Regions from separate parts of the Danio rerio genome. Here region 2 is linked to region 1. The links are chromatin contacts, called in public Micro-C maps. All regions are on one chromosome and are shown on one strand. The core of a region is the stretch at or near the end of the contact, and the rest is flanking DNA. Distances in the headings are between cores, read along the strand shown. Region 1 holds the start of tcea2 (transcription elongation factor A (SII), 2). Region 2 has its middle 6.4 kb from the start of ccm2l.

The links. Hi-C and Micro-C count contacts between places; a contact is called where the count stands out from the background.
Region 2: a Micro-C map of caudal fin shows a contact between it and region 1, with 13 times the contacts expected there. The contact joins the enhancer-like site here to the promoter of tcea2 in region 1. A contact is called at or near these places in 2 of 18 Hi-C or Micro-C datasets (caudal fin and hematopoietic stem cells) and 1 of 4 datasets of contacts at active chromatin or transcription factors (caudal fin).

Annotation. Positions count from the first base shown.
Region 1 is chr23:8,861,980-8,865,303 of GRCz12tu, forward strand. It overlaps tcea2 (transcription elongation factor A (SII), 2), which reads right to left and starts at 1,677. Exons shown (of 10, transcript NM_200986.2): 1 at 1,428-1,677; 2 at 878-940. The coding sequence starts at 1,496. It overlaps LOC141380640 (a long non-coding RNA gene), which reads left to right and starts at 1,452. Exons shown (of 3, transcript XR_012398995.1): 1 at 1,452-1,871.
Region 2 is chr23:9,159,200-9,162,523 of GRCz12tu, forward strand. No RefSeq gene overlaps it. Among named protein-coding and RNA genes, the nearest start is that of ccm2l, 6.4 kb to the right of the region's middle. Within about 2 kb of position 1,657, at least 3 of the 62 cell types and tissues checked have an H3K27ac peak or open chromatin away from gene starts, as enhancers often do. A contact at or near this core is called in caudal fin, where this site is marked.

The DNA of each region.
Region 1 (3,324 bases), core at 427-2,926:
TGAGTATTACTCTGTGAAAAGCTGATGCGTGTACATGCAATTTGTGTGTGTGTGTGTAAACGTAACATTCTGTAGTGCATTTAGTGATTGTTTAAGTCCATTTGACAATTTCATCATACAGTAAACACCCTTCATCTTCTTATCAGTGACATAGTTTAAAAAGCCTCTGGCTCATTGCGTGTAAAGATTTTTGACATCTTCTTGGACAATTGCAATACTTTTACAATGGTTTGCTGCATGTATAAAGCATCCATGTATTGAGGTTGTTCAATATGATGCAATTGAGTTTTCTCTGTGCGATTTGATTTGGACAGGAATCGCTGGATAGATTTTTTACTAAGCCAATCCCCGTACACAAGAAAAAAACAAATAGTGACTGCAGGTTGAAGGAAAGTAGTGGAGTAAAAGTACAGATACTGCTGTAAAAATGTACTCTAGGGGAAGTACACATTTTTAAAACTACTTCGTAAATTACAATTCCTGAGAAAAAAAAACTACTCAGTTTTAGTAATCGGAGTATTTGTAATTTGTTATTTTACACCACTGCTGTTGTTACAGTAATGAAATAGTTTGATAACAAGCAGAAAATGTTCACTGGGCCAATGACATGACAACATTGAATTCGTCTATAGAGTTGATTACATTTTCATGACTGGATTGTGAGAATTTGATTGAGATTTCAACGTCCTCTCCTATATTCGGGATTGGCTCATAGTAATTTATTCAGATATTTTCTGCTGAAATTCCAACAGTACTAACAGTATGCCAATGAGAACACTAGCATGGGATTCCCTGACAGAAAGAAAAAGAGTTGATTATATAATCTAGCACAGCACACACTCGTTCCAGAGATGCCTTCTGCAGTCTATGTAGATACCTGTAGGGTCTCCAAAGACATTTTCATGTTCTTCAGCTCCTGAAGCAAGTCAATGGCACCATCCTGAACATAAAAACACAAGGAGGTGAGAAACAAACAAAATTGGTAAACAGTCACTACAACAACTTCTTAAATGCGTCAGTAAACACTAGCTTCTTCAACTATAGCTTGGTTTACACAAAAACACAGGCAGATACTATGTTTTGGGGACGAAACTGGGGCTGACTTGTGTGAAGTACTAGATAAATGAGTCTTTTGTTTGCGCTGGAGAAATTTGGAGAACAACCAGCTGCCAGCTCATCACAGCACACAAACGCTTCAAACATGAGAGTACAAAACGAACGAGTGATTGTCAATGGAGACTGACCAATAAGAGCACACCGGGCGGTAGTCTGGAATAGGATGAAACAGGTGATAATCACACACACACCAACTAGTCTCCTGCTGGTTTAACGGATACAAACATGAACGAACGAACGTCGAATAAACAATGTTCTCCTGCCTGTTTTATTATTATCAGATGCTACAGAAAAAAATGTGTGTCACTTACGGTGTTTTTTTTGTGCACCATTTTGTCCAGCTTCTTGGCGATGCGCTCCACTTCTTGGTCCTTCACCATGTTTGCAGGTTTAGGGCTGTTTGATGGCGCCCGGTGGCCAAGCCTCCATTTACGTGTGAAAATGCGCCCGTCTCTCTCTCTGTGTGTCTCTCTTTTAGTGGCAGAATGAGAGGAATCCACTGCCTTTCACTTCGCTCTCGTCTGTTGTTGCATGGTTGATTCGCGAGCGAGTCGTTCTTATGAGTCGAATCATTTTAAAGAATCACTTGAATTCGAACGATTCGTTTACGAACGAGATTGAATCAGTGACTGTGCTTCTCGACACAACAACTCACCAATTGTTTGGAAAATCATTCAAGAACATCGTCTTTTCTGGCCATTTTATTTCGTAATGACACAAGAGTATCATTTTAAGTGACCAAAATGGAGTGAAAGGTAAGTTATTAATGTACTTTACTGGCTATATGGTTCTGTGGGAATTGTCAACACAAAAGTCAAAAAAGTTTCAGGATATGTCCAATGCTTGTGAGCCACTAACTAACTAGGTCAATGTGAATTAAAATAAACACGTTTGATAGTAAAAAAAAAAGGTTAACTATTGCAGTATTGATTTTCTAAGCCTATTTTATGCCACAAAGAGATGTCATTTGGTCACGTGATGACATAAACAAAAATCATCCCTGAATTGTTCATTGAGTGGTGTTTGAAAGAATCGATTCGCGAAAATGAGCTGCACTGCACATAGTTTCTGTTTCGAAGCAGGGTGTTGTGGGGAGTGGAGTTTATTCACCACAGAAGCAAGCAGCCAGTTTGGTGTAAAAAAAACAAAAACAAAACAATAACAACTTTAGGTTATTAAGGAGACAATGCAGTCCTAACACGGATTAAAGAGTTTTTAAATTATTTGACAACTGCAATCGTCATACTCCAAAATTATATTCATCATCCAAAAAGGGTTTAGGCTATATTATATTTTATTATAATATATTATTCATTTATTTATTCATTTTCTTGTCGGCTTAGTCCCTGTATTAATCCGGGGTCGACACAGCGGAATGAACCGCCAACTTATCCAGCAAGTTTTTACGCAGCTGATGCCCTTCCAGCCGCAACCCATCTCTGGGAAACATCCACACACACACACACACACACACACACTCATACGCTTCAGACAATTTAACCTACCCAATTCACCTGTACCTCATGTCTTTGGACTGTGGGGGAAACCGGAGCACCCGGAGGAAACCCACACGAAGGCAGGGAGAACATGCAAACTCCACACAGAAACGCCAATTGAGCCGAGGTTCAAACCCGCGACCCAGCGACCTTCTTGCTGTGAGACGACAGCACTACCTACTGCGCCACTACCTCGCCTTATATTATATATAGTTAATCTGGGGATGCCACTGCGGAATGAACCGCCAACTTATCCAGCATTTGTTTTACGCAACGGATGCCCATCCAGCTGCACCCCATCACTGAGAAACTCCCATTCACACACATACACTACGGACAATTTAGCCTACCCAGTTCACCTATACTACATGTCTTTGAGCTGTGGGGAAAAACCACGCAAACACGGGGAGAACATGCAAACTCCACACAGAAATGCAATCTGTCCCAGACAAAGCTTGAACCAGCGATCTTCTTGCTGTGAGGTGATTGTGCTACTACCCACTGCGCCACTGTGAACCACCATCCAGCACATGTTTTTTACGCAGCGGTTGCCCTTCCAGGTACATTTACCAATACTACATGCCTTTGGACTGTGAGGGAAACCAGAGCACCCGGAGTATAGGGAGATCATGTAAACTTCACACAAAAACGCCAACTGACTTAGCCGAGGCTTGAACCAGCAGCCTTCTTGCTGTGAGGCGACAATTACTAC
Region 2 (3,324 bases), core at 407-2,906, 300 kb after region 1:
ATGCGCTCTTTCTATTCATGTTTTGGTGTTTTCACATGGTTCTGTGGTATGGCTTCATGTGCTCTGAGGTGTGCTTGTTTACATCACATGATCAGCAGGTCTATCAGCAGTTCCAGCTGATGGCACTTAGCTCACCTATATAAGAGTGGAAAGCCAGGACACCATTGTCAGTTCGTTGCTCTTGCTCTGTGTTTATGATCTTTCTGTGTTTTGTCAGGATACTCGGGCTGGTTCTAGTTGTTACTGATATTGCAGTGACCATCTTCGTCCTCGCTACTAGCTCCCTGTTTTCTTTTGTTTACCTTTTGACTATAATAAATCCTCACTTGCATTTGGATCCTTTTTGTATTGCTTACTTTTACCGTTACATGCAGGACATCGGCCGTCCAGGACCGAGTTTGGACACCACTGCCTCTAAATGGTACAAGTTTAAGGATTATTTGGCATGTAACAAAATCTCAAGAAAAGTTTTGAGCATGCTATATAGTGTTGCAATTGTGTTACAAAAATGTTTTATAGAAATAATATAATACACTTTTATTTTTCTACCAGAAAAAAAAAAAAACACATGAGCTTTATATTAGCACTCATATTAAAGTCATGTGTGAAATAGTGGAACACAAGTTTTTGCAGCCCACATTTTAATATTTAAGTGTGATTTTGGCATGTGGTTACATATGTGAAGTTCATGTGTTTTGTATAAGATATGAGACTTTTTTAAATGTAAAAAACTAACAATGCCATGTAGAAAGAAACAATTTGGAATAAAAAAAATGTTGTTTTGATTTATAGACATCTTAAAAGTGAAATCAAATATATTATAATAAAGTACAGTAGGATAGTTGGCACCAACAATGCAGTGCAGTGCCTTTAATGTATTTTTTTATATTTATTTATTATATTAATTTATAATTTATATTTAAATTATTTAATGTATATTAATTAATTTATTTATTATATTTATTTATTATATTTTATTATTATAATATATATATATATATATATATATATATATATATATATATATATATAAATATATATATATATATACATATGTATATATTTACATAATGAAAGCTAATAAGTATACAGTACACACACACACACACACATATATATATATATATATATATATATATATATATATATATATATATATATATATATATATATATATATATATATATATATATATATTTGTAGAATAAGGCAAGAATACAAAAAAACTAAATGAAAACAACCTAATCTAAATGTGAGTAATGCAGGTCTCAGTTCTTACAGGGTGTTTTAATCAGAGCATGAAGGTCAAATTCAACCTTGAGTATCAAACCCCAATGCTAATGCTTCCTTTTTAGTGTGTATAGTGCATTATTATTATAGTTTACAGTTTTCATATAGTATTGATTACCATCATCACATTACTGGCTTCAATATGGACATACTAGCAAGCTATTTGATAACAATATTTTCCCAATCTTCATAACCTTGGTGACATCATCTGCAAATTAAAGTCTTATCATTCACAATAAGACCACTAATGTGTATTGAGAAATACACAGTGAGATCAGTTTTGATTTCACAATGACTTTAAACCCATCAGTTCACATATCATACTCCTCAGCGTCCCCTACAGCCCAGATCATCTTCCATTGATTTCCAGGCTCTTCTTGGAGGCTGTCCCAGTATGGCATTGGGCTTATGTGATCTGTTCCTCCTTAAACCGAGCTACTAGCATGTTCCCCTGGGCTGTTTAATGATCCAGACCAATCCAGCACAGTTTCTCTGACAGTCTGCACACTTCTGCATAACATTAGGAACAATTCTTGAGGAAGTTTCATTAAATTTCTCAGGTATACTGTTCATCAGAGGGTGAGGTGTTGTATGTCAAACTGTTCAGGCTTCTACAATCGGCAACTCTTGCATTTAAACAACGGTAAAATAGATGTCATATTAATCCCTTTATATAAATATATAGGATATTTAGTGGTTTTCTGTCCAGCTCATGCCAGTGTGTAAGCATGTCGTCTCTCTGCAGGTGATAATTAGTTAGCTTTCTGCCATCCTCACACAGAGGAGCCTCACGTTGAAGTGCCACTCCCATTGAAACACAAGTGCTGGTAAACACTGACACCCAGTGGTGCTTGCAGTCACTGCGAGTATCATTGACGGCTGAGCTGCTGTAGCTAAGGTCAAAAGCTGAGTTTCTCCTTTTTCAGTTTCTCCTAAATTACAGTGTGGAGTTTAAATTATATAGGAATGTTCCAAATAGAATGTTACAGTTTCTCTTTCTCCGTATCAGTAAAGTGAACCTTGTTTTGTTTGCATTAACCCATACTCGAAATTGGTCCTCTGCTTTTAACCCATCCATTTTGAGTGAGGAGTGAAAGCGCAAACACAAACACACAGTGAACCTGGAGCAGTGCGTCTAGGGAGCAGTTACAGGCTTGGTGGCTTGCTTAGGGGCACCTCAGCTGGGTTTCAAAGATGGGGAGAGTGCAATTCTTTCACTCCACCATCTTTAATTCCTAGAAATTGACCTTCCAATTACAGTTCAAACTCCCTAACCCTTAGGCCATAAATGAACCTTCTCTGATGTATTACCTTAATGGATGGGGGGAGTTACTGCACATTTAACTACACCTGATACTCCACCCCAGATGGAGTAAAAGACTTGATACGTTTTAGACAAAAGTGGAGGTATGAGGATGTCCTAAAATGTACACCAGATGCTACCACAGTTAGCTAGCAAATACTAATTTCTACCATTCATGCAGTACTGTATGTTTAAAAAATGTAAATGTGTACTTGGGAGAAAACCAAGAAAGTCTGACAACTTACAACTGTAATCTCAGTGCTGTGCCTTGTTATTTGTTTACCATTTGCAGCCATTTTGCTGCTCACAGTGGTTTCTGTCATCGCTGCTGCTCGTTTGCTGGCAATTTACAGCCATTTGCTGTTGCCTCATGCAGCACTGTTAATCGGCTACCCATTTGCATTTACGTAACACTTGTGACTCATAAATGTTTGCTGTAAAGATGCACTGAAACATTTTGTTACAGAAAACAAAAAAGTGACTTAGCTTAAATCTGAGAATAAAAGATAATGAATATTTGTGTGATTGCAACTGAGATTTGTATAGTGTTCAGTTTGATTTTACATCTGATAACTCATAATTGTAAATTTTGAAGAATGTAAACAATAACAATGGTCCTAACTTATTTTCTGTTTTACATTTTTCATTTCCATTGCTACCGAGAATGCAAAAAAAAGTTGATATATTGATTAATAACTTTGTGAGCGCTGTTTTAATGTTAAGATATGATT